Linked DNA regions of Mus musculus: region 2 is linked to region 1. A link is a contact called in public HiChIP or PLAC-seq data. All regions are on one chromosome and are shown on one strand. Each heading gives the region's core, a stretch centred on a gene start, on an enhancer-like site or on the middle of the called end of the contact. The rest is flanking DNA. Distances are from core to core; before and after follow the strand shown.

Evidence for each region. HiChIP or PLAC-seq counts read pairs in DNA pulled down with a chosen protein or histone mark.
Region 2: an H3K4me3 HiChIP or PLAC-seq map of the SCID.adh cell line shows a contact between it and region 1, with 12 read pairs. The contact joins two enhancer-like sites. A contact is called at or near these places in 1 of 39 promoter capture datasets (the C10 cell line), 3 of 15 datasets of contacts at CTCF or cohesin (CD8 T cells, large pre-B cells and pro-B cells), 14 of 484 Hi-C or Micro-C datasets (B cells, the C10 cell line, CD4 T cells and 6 more), 6 of 115 datasets of contacts at active chromatin or transcription factors (the 230-238 cell line, the SCID.adh cell line, double positive thymocytes and 3 more) and 3 of 9 other capture datasets (adipose tissue, liver and pancreatic islet).

Annotation. Positions count from the first base shown.
Region 1 is chr9:51,160,327-51,167,185 of GRCm38.p6, reverse strand. All of the region lies in intron 1 of Gm32742, which reads left to right. Among named protein-coding and RNA genes, the nearest start is that of Gm32742, 5.1 kb to the left of the region's middle. Within about 2 kb of position 1,510, at least 31 of the 459 cell types and tissues checked have an H3K27ac peak or open chromatin away from gene starts, as enhancers often do. A contact at or near this core is called in the 230-238 cell line and the SCID.adh cell line, where this site is marked.
Region 2 is chr9:51,233,881-51,241,547 of GRCm38.p6, reverse strand. It overlaps Pou2af1 (POU domain, class 2, associating factor 1), which reads right to left. Exons shown (of 5, transcript NM_011136.2): 5 at 1,469-3,482. The coding sequence ends at 3,168. Among named protein-coding and RNA genes, the nearest start is that of Pou2af1, 24 kb to the right of the region's middle. Within about 2 kb of position 2,412, at least 56 of the 459 cell types and tissues checked have an H3K27ac peak or open chromatin away from gene starts, as enhancers often do. A contact at or near this core is called in the 230-238 cell line and the SCID.adh cell line, where this site is marked.

The DNA of each region.
Region 1 (6,859 bases), core at 261-2,760:
TGTGGCCTGAGTAACAGGTCCTGTAGGTAAGGAGCCAAGCTCATTCTACCGTCTTCTCTCGGTTCTTATTCCCACGGGGCCTCAGGAATACCCATTGTGCCCCAACAGAGAAAACTAATGGCCATGACTGGTGATCCTGTTGGCCAGTTCTGTGGCTATCTTCCAAAGGGGGCTTAGAGATGTCCAAGTCAACTGTGCTGGCAGGCTGGGAAGCAGCTGCCTCTCAGCAGAGGAAGAGGAGGCATACCAGAAGACCCACAGCGTAAAAACATAGAAGTCTCCAGGAGTGTCCCAATGGCAGCTTTGTGGATGCTGACACTGGGTTCTACAGTCCCTAAGTCTAAGATTCTTCTACTCCAGTTTGCCAACTTCTAATACAAAATTGAGAACTTGAGGGGTAGTGTACACAAACTCTGTCCACAGTCCCAACACAGTGTAATCCAGGTACAGGGCCAGCCTGCGTCCTACCTTTGGCTCCGGTGGCACCCTTCCTCTTTGCATATGACTTCTAGACCTTCAGGGCCTGGCTCTGAATGTTTCTATTTCTGTGAAACCTCCAGCCTCTTCATGTGAGTCCTAATGAAGAAGCCAAGTGCTTCTGTGGGTCATGCCCCCCGGGGCTTACTAAATCCTACCAGGCATTTTGATAACATCTGGACTGCAGAAGTGTCTCACTCATCTCTGTTCCCAGAGATCTCTCATTACCTCCTCTTCCAGCACCTAACACTCTACATTACTAAGAACGAACATTGAACAAGTGCTTCCCTGGTCAACATATCCAGGATAATCTTCCAACATCTTTCTGATTGGCTACTAGGGGTTCGAAGTCAGACACTCAGAGAACTAGGAATGGGGAAACCAAAACATGGCCCCATCTCCTTGGAGAGCACACACGTTACAAAAGAGAAAATACTAAATAATACTACAGGAGATGTGAGCAAAGTGATATGAGACCCTCACTGGACATCCTCACTGGACGGTGCCATGAATTTCCAGTAATACTTTCAAGGTGTCCCTCTGTCCCTAACTTCTAGCCATTCATCAGAAAGTGGTTAACATGTTGAGCATAATTTTGAATCCACAAGCCCCTGAACTTCAGGAAATGCAGACTTCCCTACTCTATACAGCCTGACAAACATGTGTGGCTGGCCCTGCCACACACTCACCCTGGCCATGCGGCTAAGCCTCTGTGGTCAGGACCCCAGAAAGGCCTCTCCATGATTTGCATATAATCACACAATGCCAGGCACAACAAAGCCACTCAATACAGGAGAGTCTTCTCAGCTGAGTTTAAGGTTTAATCTCCTTAATACAAAAGTTTCTGCTTTGCTTTGCAGGGTTCTGGGACTCTTACTAATGATGCTAAACAAATAATCACTATTTATCTGCCCTCCCCCACCTCCAAGAGGTTTTACCCAGTGCCCCTTGCTGTTGTGGTTTACGGGCCAAGCCTGCACCTGCGCTGTGTGTGAGCTCATTTGGACATCTATCAAGGCTTTTTAAAGACAGCCAGGCATAGGGAGAGCAGTTAGAGCCAGGGAGAAGGCACCACCAGTCCTGGCACTACTGCAGACAGCCCCTCTAGGCTGCCTGTTATGATTGTAGGCCCTGCAAGAAACCCTTGGGAAACACCTTCAGCCCCTCCTCTCAACATCCAGCCCCTTCTTTATGCGTGGAGCTGATCTTCCTCTTCCTGTGGCTACCCTTCCTCCACGTGCTTCCCCTCCCAGACTCCTCCCTTCCATTTCTGCACAAAGATTCCTGTATCCGGGTGTTATTTCTAAGTCAGCTTTCCTGCTTGCTCCTGTAGGCCTTACCAGGTGAGTCAGGGTACCCTAAAATGTCAGCCTCCAGGACCTTCAGGACCAACATGCTCAGAAATTTCTGTCTTCACTCCAGTTGCTTGGTCAGAGTGTTTTCAGAATGAAGCAAGGTCCCCTGCCTCTTACTTTGATGCAGTATTTAGACATTGGTAGGTACTCAGACTTTTGGTTTGAATTGGGTGGCCTGGATATCTTGGTTATCTATTTATCTTAGCAGGCATCAAACAAGACCCTTTATTATGTTTCATGATGTTATAGTGCAGAAGTCTGTTCAGGGCTCAACTGGGCAAGCCTTTTCCTCTATTTCATTGATGAAGGTTACCCTGTGGTCTTTGGATGATAGACGGACTAACCTAAGAGTCTAAAGGTATCTTCTATTCACGGCTTCCAAGTGAATAAGGGTGGCTAAAGTCTTGTGTCAGCTAGGAACCCTCTCAAGTGTGACAGTCTCCAGACAATAGGGGTCTTTTACATGGTATATCAAGGCTTCCAGAGAGAATAATCCAAATGAACACTGCAGAGGCTATAAGGTGTCAGAAATCCCAGAATCTCACTTCGAAAGTCACTGAAGACATCCTCCTAAAGTGTTCTCAGGGGCACTAGCCCTAAAAGCAGTGCAGAACAGTTTCCTGGCACTGCATAGCCTAGCCTTGTAAATATAACATTATTGTTACCAACCTACATGTGCTAGGTTGGTTATCACTGTCATACTTTTCTCCAAAGACTCAAACTAATATCCTACCTACCCTTACTCTGACATACTATAGTATCCCTAGTTAGCCCAGTGCCTGGCCTGTCTCTTATTCCCTCAGCTGTCAGCAAGACCTCAGCTTTCCCTCCACTGTCACAAGACCCAAATTTTTTAATACATTTATTTGAGGATGGCTTTAGACTGGAAAAAAAAACCAAAAAACAAAAAACTTGAGTCAGTTCAGGACTGACACAAAGATACCACCACAAGGCAGACAGTTAATGCTCTAGACTTGACGTCTCAAGCCAGGACTTTCCTAAATGGCTCTAGTTGCATGTCCCTCCTGTTATCAAGGGTTGTCACAATGTCACTGTTCTCAGGTTGTCTGAACCATAGAGACTGGATTACCGGTGAGCAGGGCAATCCGTTTCATTTGGTACTGAGTCTCATGAGCACCTAGCAACACTTAATCAGACAGGCTTCAGCAGACTCAAGCCAGCTGCATGCCCCCTGGCTCCAGTCTGGGAATGGCAGGTGTCTGGCAGGGAAGTCCCTGCTCTCAAAGTGGGGACTCTGTGCAGAAGCTAGAAGGTCCCATATGATGTGGGTTCAGAAATCCCAGAATCTCACTTTGTTGGTCATTAATCATTGACGACATCGTCCACACATGATGGAGACATAGACTTTCCTTCTTTTTTTTTTCTTCATAAATATGTTTTGAATTTTATTATGAAGTATTTAAGCCATGCCAGAAGAAGGAATAAACAATATAATAACAGAGTGCCATGCACCCAAATCTAACTTAAATAAATGATTACCATATGAATTCTCAGGGTTCAGAGGAGTTGAGGGAAGAGTTGAGTCTGCCCATTTTCATGAGGGAAGAAAGAAGCCCTGGTGGGGAAGAGGGAAGCCACCTCAGCATTGATGGTGACTGCTCTAGTCATAGAGGGAGCATTGGTCAGGTGCTACAGCTTAGAGGAATGCTCTAAACTGGGAAACAGGATGTGGAGACCACAGCATGATCTTTCTAGTCCCGGTTCAGAGACTCCCCAAATGGCTTGGTCTGAATTAGTCACTAGCTCCTTAGGGATTCTCTAGGCCTTGGGTGTCACGTCCCAACATTTGAGCTATTCATGTCTACCTGTCTCCCACCTTGGCTGTGAACTCCAAGACTATATATACTCTATTGCCTGTATCTCATAAGCATTTGGACAAAGTCAGGTTATTGAGTTGAAGGTGTGGTTTAATCTTTGAAACCTCCATAATTAATGGTCTGGGGACAGAAGAGTTAATGGAAAGGGAAAGGAAAGATGAGTTAAAACTAAGGGACCAAAACAGACCCATCACCCAGACCCCAGGATGCTAACCAATGTCCTTAAAGGGAGTCAAAGCTCCCTGGGGAAATGGCTGATTGAATGAACAGCTACGGCAGGAAAGAGACAAGAAGAGCTTGAGATCTTGTGATGCCAAAAGAGGTAAGAAAGTGCATATGAGCACGAGAGAGAGAGAGAGAGAGAGAGAGAGAGAGAGAGACTGTGGAGTGGGTCAAATGAACTCTCTAGCCAACAAGTGCAGTATGGCAAGGGAGGAATTACAGTGGAGAAAACCTAACAGTCAGATGACCAAGGGCAACGTAAGTGCTGTCATGCCATGTTCAGAGCATTTGTCTTTGTTCCATTATAAAGAAAACATCACTTTATTGGTGTGGTGTTCTAAAAGATAAAAAACACTCCAGACCAATGACGATAGAGATTTCTAGTGAATCCCACCCAGCTAAGGCCTGTTTTACAGAGCACTTGTGTATGTAGATTGCCAAAAGTAAAGAGACTCTCGAGAAACTTTCCCAGTTAAAGGGAGGCAGGGACATGACTAAGTACAATGTTTGACCCTGGAATAGACAAGGCAGTGTGAACATAGTATGGCCATTAGCTAAAGTACTCACCCGGTATCTATAATTACTAGGAGTGGGACACACGGGAACTCTAAGAGGTTCTGCAAATCTGAAATTGTTCTTTAGAAACTAAGCTTATTAAAATACATACTTACTGTCATATTCCAGGAAAAACTTAACTTTGTAGTTAGACCCACAGAAAATCAAAGCTGAGTGAGACAACCCAGGACACCAACAGAAACCTGGGAACTGGTAGTGTTAGGAAATGGCAGAAATGACAGTTGGAAGCCAGGCACTTAAAGGTGGTGCAGGACTTGAATCCCGGCACTCAAGAGGCAGAGTCAGGCGGATCTCTGAGTTCCAGGCCTGCCTGGTCTGCAGAGTGAGTTCCAGGAAGCCAGGGTCACACAGAGAAACCCTGTCTCAAAAATCAAACAAACAGATGGACAGACAGAAGTGATAGTTGGAACCAGGGGAGATACAGTAGGCCTGGCAGTGACCAGCTATCAGACAACTTGAACAAAAAGACAAGGCCCAGCACTAAGCCCCCTTAGGAGCTTCATGCCAGAGAAGGACTATGTGACATAGGTGAGCCTGCAAAATGGTGCTGGGCTAATGTGGAGTAAAACCCAAGGCCGGTTAGTGTGACTATATTTAAATGCGTTCAAAAGAGTGTCTGCTTAAACTTTAAAAAGACATACACACACACACACACACACACACACACACACACACACACACACACACACACACACCTGCTAACAGCATTTTCTCTCCTCCCTCATTCTAGCAGATACCTACACCCCACTGCTTGGTCCATGCCAGCTCACCAATTCCTGCAAGCTCACAGTGCCACCTACTGGCAAGACAAAAAGCAGGCAGGGCGAACGGCTCAGCAACAAAATAGCTGAAAAGAGTCAGGTGCCTATCAAGGGTCTCTCACAGGCTGAGGGACTCTGCAAAGCAGTGGCCCTACAGGAAGCTATCAGCCTGGAGGACAGTGAGCACTTAAATCTAAATTTCCCCCTCAAAAGAGTCTCTACAAGGAGCCTTTACTTCTACACCTCGTAATTCTCTTTCCAGCCCTGACTGCAAAATAGCATCCAGCGATCGATCCTTCTGAGCTTCTAGGACATCCTTTTAAGTATCACCACACCCAGAAAGGAGCCTAGAAAATAGATAATAGGTCGAAATAATGATAGATCAAAAGACCAAAACTGGTTAAGTGAATGGAATTCCCTTGAACTGGGGTCACTTGTCTGGGTGTCAAGTGGGTGATCTCTTCTTAAAAGCAATCAATTGTAAGTTACTTGAAGGGAACATTGATGAATAACACAGGGCAAATCAAAATCCATTTCTGCTTCCTCCTCCTCCTCTTCCTTCTCCTCCTCCTCTTCCTCTTCTTCATCTTCCTCCCCCTCCCTCTCTTTTAAATTAGGCCTCACTGCAATGTGATATATTGAATTTTTCTGAAGGCTTCTAAGCAACCATCCATCACACAGAGCACTGAACCTGATCTGGGTTTACGCTCTTCACGATACTTCTGGTCTTGTGGGCATCAGTGATTTTTCACAGCAGCCATAAAGAAAGCTGGGCAGTATTACCCACTATCACTTTTTATAAGCAATAAAGCAATGGATTATTCCATTTTGAGAGCCTGCTTTTCTCAGCCGCATCCACTGCTCATCTTCTCTGGGGAATCACCTGGTTGCACCAGGGACTCTGGCTGCTTTGCAGTTTCCAGTGACTTCTTGTATGCATGGTCTAGGAGCACTTGAACGGCGTCACCCATCTGTTAAAACTGAATTTCAGTCCAGAATGGGGCTCCGACTTTTTCACTATAAATGAGGGGGAAGAGCTAGATGGCTCCCTAAGGGTTTGTGAGTGTGTGTTGTATTGTGTGTCCTGTAGCAGAGACAAAAACTGTAATCTCTCTACCTTATCTCTCATGGGGTTTGCACCCAGAATGCTTAAAGGAGTCTGACTATTTGGCCTTGTGAAAGGAAAATGCTGGAACAACCCTTGGCTTCACTCTGCCCAATGCTAAGCTTGCTGGCTCATGCTGCTCGGGAGGAAAGGTAGAGGAGAAGAGAAAAGGAGCCATGGAGTTGCATGGTCTGGGCCAAGGCTGCCCAGAGGACCCATATCTCAGATTTCATCCTCATGACTTATTCAGTGACTGACAGCTATCGCTGCCACCAGGCAGAAGCTGTCCTTCCAGAGCCCAGATCACTCTGCCTCTGTTGAACACCATTATCTTGTCTCCTCATGCCTGTCACCCTGTCCATCACTTTGCCTCCCCTATCTCTCCACCTCTGCCTGATACCTTCCTTGGTGCCTCACCTCACCCACCTCCACATCTGCTTTGCTCTCTGCTGCTGTTACCCCTGCCCAGAAGATGAAGGGTCTCTTCTTTGGTAACCTCCCAGAGGTACCGGTCCTCATAGCTGC
Region 2 (7,667 bases), core at 1,163-3,662, 73 kb before region 1:
GAGCAATCTATTTACAAGCATCCACATCAGTGTTTAGGAACAGCTGACGGAGAACCTCCCAAATTAACCCCAGCTCAACAGGGATTCGCTGAGATCCTCAGATTAAGTAAACAATGTTTTGTTTTGTTTCCTTTTGTTTTGTTTTGTTTTATTTTTTAAAGTTAGCCAGGTTTTCTGGTGTCAAAAATCTCATGTTTGGTAACAGAGGTTGAGGAGATGACTCTGTCAGCCAGCACTTCCTGTGCAAGGCTGAGAACCCCAGCCCCCTCAGAAAAGCCAAGCTAAGCCTCATGCAGCTATAATCCTAGCACTGAAGAGGCAGAGGTAAGAGGATGGCTGAGACTTTCTGGCCAGCAACTCTGGCTGAACCTGTGAAGTCCAGCTTCCCTGAGAAACTGTCACATAATAATAAAGTGGCAAGAAATTAAGGAAGACACTGAGGAAGACAGTTGGCATTGACCTTTGGCCTTCACAGGCACCTGAGCATACCTACACATGAAGGGAGGAAGGGAGGGAGGGAGGGAGGGAGGGAGGGAGAGAGAGAGAGAGAGAGAGAGAGAGAGAGAGAACTTAACTTCAAAATCCCACTTAAAGGCCAGTGCAGCCCGATATTCAGAAGAATTGGGATGGCTCTGCTGTGACTTTGATTCTTCTCCATGGTCCACTTTGTCTGACCACACCCTTGTCTGCTCCTGGTTCCTTTTACACTAAGGTGCATAGCTTCAGATGAGAATCCTGTAAAATACCAGTACTTCTCTCTTCCCATCAAATCCCTTCTGTTCTATGCCTTTCCCCCTCTTAAATTGTGCGTAAATGTGTAGAAATAATGATGCTGATTGTCCAAGTGATTCTGGTATGTGGAAATAATTATACAGCAGAATAACGTGGATGATTTACAAAAATGACTCCATAAAGATGGACAATGAAGGCAGTAAACTCAGAAAATAATTAAATGAATAAATATAATTGCACTTTTTTTTTTCCAAAATCACCCCTCAGAAAGAATTACTTGCTGCAAGGATGGAGTCTGGGTGGTCACCCCTCAGAAAGAATTACTTGCTGCAAGGATGGAGTCTGGGTGGGGGACATGACTGCCTTCTCAGGTCTCTCTTTGTGTCACATGTCCAGGGTCCTGACTGACAGCTTCACCAAGGCCTGTGGTAGAAGCCCAGACACCAAGCATCGAGAGAAGTCGCTCATGTAGCATAGATAACAGGAAGAGCAGTAGGCCAGCAAGATTTCCTCCCACCCTCTAAGCCCCCACTGCCCTGGAGAGTAAACCCGCCAACCAATACATATTCCACTGTGAAAATTGCCCAACAGACACAGTGGGGACAGCTTTCCCCTCCTAGAGCAACAGATCAGTTTGCAAGCTCAGCCCTACTGAAAGCTTCTTCCTCTAAAGACGCTCTACTGAGAGGTGAGAGGAATTAATAGACGAGAAATAAAACACTTCGGCACAGGAAAGTCATCTAACCAATCTTTATTGAAAATGTTGCAAATGAGGCTCTGGAGGAAATCTGTTTGGATGCCTGCAGCCAAGACGTGAGGTCTCAAGATAAGAAGCGAAAAAGATGCCAATTCAATCCCAGCAACCGCTCACACTACTTTCTTTGCTGTTTTGTTTGTTTTCCCAGTGTTAACTCCTCTGTGATTGCCTCAAACTCCCAAGTAGCTGGGAAATCTTAAATAGTGTTTTTAAGTGCAACAAGGTCTTAATTAAATAGGCTGAGGCTTCCCTCTCCCTTTCTTGTTCATGGTAACCACCAACAGAAGTGTAAACCTACCATTCAGATCTAGCATTTAATCTAAATATTAAAGAGGAATAACAAATTCAAGCTAAGTATACCAGGACTTCAGGTAGATAATGAGATGTCTGAATCAAAATAAACACAAAGCAGAGAAAGAAAGAAGAAGAAGAAGAAAAAAAAAACAGGTAGCTCTAAGTTTTCATTGGAAGCAGAAAGAAAGAGGGTGGGATATCAAAGAAACTGTCATTTCTAGAAGATCTATTGGTTCTACATGGATTCTACAGACTAAAACTTGTGTATGTGTAATGATGGTATCATTAGTAAACAATGGGCCAGTTCCCAAAGACACATCCACTTCAGGAGCAAAGCACTAGGAGACAGCAAAACACTCAACAGCAAGTGTTATGCTTCTCCAGCAAAAACTGCAATAAAACTGATAAAACTGAAAATGAAGGCCAGTGGGCCTGCTGACCAGGACTTCAGGACCCCAGAGACAGCCGGTGAGTGGGCGCAAGAATCCATAGCAACGCGTCAGGATGGCCCTGGGTGAGTCACAACAGGAATTAAAAGCCCACGTGGAAGGACTAAGTGCAAGCCTCCTCAATGATCGGCTTCACCTGTTTCTTTTCCTGTTGCTATGGCAATATGCTGACAGAAGTATTTTAAGTGCTGGCATCATGTTAGCGGGCCTGCAGAGAGGCAGAAATAAGCAGACTCGTCATTTATCCTCCATACCATATCCAGCTTTCCTCCTAATCGCTGACAAGAACAGCTAAACCACATTAAAGTGGTATTTTTTTTCAGAGCTGTTAGATCACTCCTTCCCCTGCCCCTCCTCACTCCCTCTCTAACCACAGACACACATGTGTGTCCTGCTGCTCCTCAGCCCCGTCTCCCATCACTCACTCACTGTCCCTACCCACCCTGATGGTCCTGTCCCATCCCCCTGTAACCAGACCAGAAACATCCACTTAGATAGTATATCTGGCCAAGGCTGAGAACAGCACACAAAACAAAACTGGGGCGCAGAACGTATCATAGAGTAGATCTATAAAGCTACTGCTACCAGGAAACAGGGGGCACCTGAAAGAAGGTTGCTTCCCCAATGATGTGCCACCAAAGGAAAACCCTGAGCTGCAGACTTGGTGACATTCCGTATAAAGCGTTGTTCATAATATCACTATCATTTGCCGCTCCAGAGGAAGAAAACTGGAAGGAGAAATAAGAAATAAGCAAGATGGCAGTGGGGGAAGGAAGGAAGCGAGGGAAGGAAGAAGGGAGAAAAGAAGGGATACAATTTAGCTTTAGGAAGAAAGGAAGCCTGTGAAATAGCTACTTCAAACAGAAGTCTGGGCTCTATTGAACACTTTTAAAATCTCAGCTATGGGTGAAACATCTGTTAGATGCAAGCCAGCCCTAAAAGCCCTCCACGGAGAGGGTGTGGTTGAGCTCGTACGTGTTGCTTTCCTCTTCCTCCAGAAGCAGCTTGTCAATGGTCAGGGAGCTGATGGCCCTTCTGGGGTCATCCATGTCCTGAAGGACTGGCTCTGGGATAGAGATGGGGAGCTGGACAAACTGGGGCCCAGACAGGGTTGGGGCAGGAGGTTGATACTGCAGGCTGGAGGTGGGCAGTGTGGAAAGGGGCTGAGGCCACGGGAAATAAGTGAGGGGCGCCTGGTGCTCGGGACCCTCCAGCTGGGGCCCCACCGCGGGTGTAGCAGTGCTTCTTGGCTGTGATGAAAAACATAGGAGCAATGGTTAGCAGAACTGGGGTGCCCACCTGCCTCCTTGCCCCCATCATGATCTATTATACCCCACCTTCCCTTACTGGTGTTACACTTAATGGGGCTCCACCTCCTCCTGCTCAGTCTCCTAGAAGAGAAAGCTTGACACGTTTCAGCTGTGTTCCCCCCCTCTTCTAACGGTATGCTTCTGCTACTTCCCAACTTGGAAGCTTCACTTTTTCATGAAAGAGGGTACAGAAAATAATGATGTCATACCCCTGAAAAACTAAAGGCCTTATAGGTTTCACTGAATATAAAATATATTCTAATTGCAAAAAAACAAAAAAAATGAAAGAAAAAACCCTTAAATTATGCAAAATATATTCTTGATATATAATGAGCCTGTCTCATAGCCTTGTAGCTGTTTCTTGAAGATGACTACTATCAAGCCCAGACAGAAAGGTGACACAGACCCCTGTGGTGGTTTGAATAGGTATGGTCCCGCAGACTCATGTGTTTGAATGTTAGGCCCATAGGGTATGGCAGTATTGGGAAATGTGTCCTTGTTGTAGTATATATGGTTTTATTGGAGGAAGTGTGCAACTATGGGGGTAGACTTTGAGGTCTCCTTATGCTCAAACTATACCCAGTGGGATACACAGTCCCCTTCTGTAGAACTTTTCAGCTCCTTCTCTAGACATCTGCCTACATGCCACCATGCTTCCCACCAAGATGATAATGGACTGAGCCTCTGAACCTGTATGCCATCCACAATTAAATGTTTTCCTTTATAAGAGTTTGCCATGCTCGTGGTATCTCTTCACAGCAGTGAAATCCTAACTAAGACAGAAGTTGTTACCACGGACTGAGGTATTGCTCTGCTAGACCTGGCCATGTTTTTGTTTGGAAGATTGTGGATTCTTGGACTTTAGATTAGAAAAGCAGTTAAATGCTTTAATGGGGACTTAATGGGCCATACTAGTAAGAACATGAAGAACAGTGGAGCTGAGGAGAAGAATTTTAATATTTTGCCTAGAATTCTTCTTGTGATATTTTGGCGAGGAACGTGGCTGCTCATTGTCCTTGTCTGAAGAGTCTGCCTGAGGCTAAAGTGAAGCTTGTTAGATTAATTGCACTGGAAAAGGAAATCTCAAAACAGTATAGTATAGACTCTGTGTGGTTCACTCTTATGAAGAGTGCTTTGATGGAAAGGAGCAAGCTAAGCGAGAAAAAATACAAAATGTATGGGTCAAGGAGAAAGGGGGCACCAGGAAGTGGAATGGAGCTAAATCCTCTGTTGATAGAAATAAACAGATTCAAGATGTTAAATGGAACTGAGGGAGTGCTGACCTCAGGGCAGGATCCCACATAGCTAAGCGTCCATCTTGTGAAAAGAAATTAAAGAACAGTTTAGGTCCAGGTGTGATGATGGCTCATGCCTTTAATCCTGGAACTCACGAGACAGAGATGTGCACATCTCTGAGTTCTACAGCACAAGTTCCATGACAGCCAAGTTTAGGCAGTAAAGGAAATCATTACTGGAAACAGAAAACTGACAAAGATGTAATTGAACAAGGGTCTCAGGTTCCAACCCCAGCAAGTAGCAGAACTTGGCATCTGTAGTTCTGGCTTTAGAGTTAAGAATAGATAAAAGAGGTTATGGAATCTCCATCTGAGACTAAGAAAAGTTGCTAAGGCCAGGTGTGTGGCAGGGGTGTCCCTGCATGGAAGCCTAGAAAGACCATGTGTGAAGCTATTAAGGTGAAGCCTGTTCTGCCTTGGAGACCCCAAGATATTAGAGACACAAGAGCTGTGGGAAACCTGCTGAGGAAAACTGCTAACAGGAAATGCAACCATCCCAAGATAAAGACGTGTGTTGCACTCAACAAAGCTGAAAGGAATTGGAGATCTGAAGAGTGCTTTGATGTCAGACACGGAGATGCAGAGTTTGGAGTTTTCCCAGTTATTTTTTGGTCTTACTTTGTTTGGTCCAGTATTTCTTTACTATGCTCCCTTTTGCAATATTAGTATATATTCTGTGTCATTATATGTTGGAAGTATGTGATCTGGGTTTTTTTAGTCATCTTTTAGTTATAAAAGGGATTATAGTTAAGAGATTGCATGAATCTCAGAAGACATTTCAAACTGAACTTTTAGAAATTGTTGAGGCTATGATAGATTATGGGGAATTTTAGTTATACTAAGTGCATTTTGTATTATAGCTAAAAACCTATGGGGGCTAAAGAGTGGAATATGGAGATTTAAATAGGTATGACACCCATAGACTCATATGTTTGAATGCTTGGCACACAGGGTATGCACTAGTAGGAGGCGTGGCCTTGCTGGAGTAAGTATGACCTTGTTGGAGAAACTGTGTCACTGTGGGGGTGGGCTTTGAGGTCTCCTATGCTCAAGTTATAGCCAGTATGGTTCACAGTCTCCTTCTGCTACCTATGAATCAAAATGTAGAAACTCTTGGCTCCTTCAGTATCATATCTACCTGCATACTGACATACTTCATACCATGACGATAATGAACAAAACCTCTGAAACCAGCCCCAATTAAATGTTTTCTTTTATAAGAGTTGCCATGCTCATGGTGTCTATTCACGGCAACGAGACACTAATTAAAACAATTCCCAAGCAGCTTTGACGTCCTTAGGTCCCCATGGGTTAATATAACTCACTCAGCTCTTGCCTTTCTAGTACTGACCAATCCAGGAAGCCTAGCATTCCTGTAGCATGGGAGCACTGTTTTATCTGCAACTGTGGCCTCATCCAGCTATTGTCTGGTACCTGACCCTGCTCTCCCCTTTTCTCTGAGCTGCTCCCTGTGGCAGGGGGCTCTTCTCTCAAGTACTCTACAAACCATACATCACATTCAACTATCAGCTACTCGAACAAACCTCAAGCCAGCGAGGCAGGGCCTATGTTCTTATCTTTCCACAGCAAGCTAATGGATAAGGAAGTTCTCTGCATGGGCAGAAGAAAGACATTTCCAAACCCCACTTTCCATCCCCATCCTCCCCTGTCATCTCCTCAGCTGCCACTGCATCTTAAGAATAAGCCGCTAGAGTCATTTAGCGATTAGTCATTAGAATTTTCATCAGCCTCCAGGAGAGTTTGTCACAATATGAATCCCGATCCTAGAGGTTTGGAGTAGGGCCTGGGATTCTGCAAGTCCAGTCAGATCTCTGAGGATGCTAACCTAGCTGATATGGGGATTACAGTTTGAGAAGCAAGGCTTCCTGAAGTTTCTCTATTTGAACAATGGAGCTGGGGGCTCCCAACATGCAGGCTAGTGTAACAGCATAAATGGTTTCTTCTCTTTCGGGGTGAGCCCCTGCTCCCCAGCCTGGATTCCTGAAAGCAGACAGGACCTGGTAGAACCTTACTATCATTATTTTTAAAATCCACGTTTGACTTTTGACTCTTCTACCTATACAGGTCAACGGCAATGGCTGGTTCCTTGCCAAGGGATAGAATTGCAGGTCTTATCTCTGCTGCTCAGAAGTGCTGAGCCAGTAGCTTTGGTGAGTTAATTTACAAAAGGACAAAACAAATCATTTCTTAATAAATACAGTTTGTTTGATACCCAGAACCTGTCTGAGTGGAAGGTGCAGATGATAGAAGGGGATAAATAATGAACAGAATCTTCAATAGTGAGAAGGCTGTGAACCACCACATCCTCCACCCCAGGTCCCCCACTATGGAAATGAGTTGCCTAGGGAAGCTGTTCAATTAACTCCTTCCTACTCACTGGCATCAAGACCCACCCCCCAAGTCACCTTGTTGGGTATCCAGGTGGGTATGACAGGGGAGGCTTTGCCAGGAAAGTGCTTTGAAGCAGAGAACTAGAGTGACACTGGACCTTGACGGTAAACAGAGGGGACATGGGGATCTCAGGCAAGGGTTCTGAGACAACTAGGGAGGTTCCAGCTGTACTGCCCAGAGCTCCAGAGTGGCACTGGTCATCACTGCTTCCTAGGCCTCTCCTCACAAGCATTTCAGGGATTCCCATTCTTTTGGAGACAAAGCCACCCAGCATATAAAACTATAACTCCTTTCCTCTACTCGTCAAGGATGAGAGGGCCTCCCAGCCTACCTGACACGTGAAGGTAGTCATTTGTTGACACTGCTGGCAGACTATGGCCATGAGGCTAATAACTAACATTTAAGGAGTGCTGTCTCT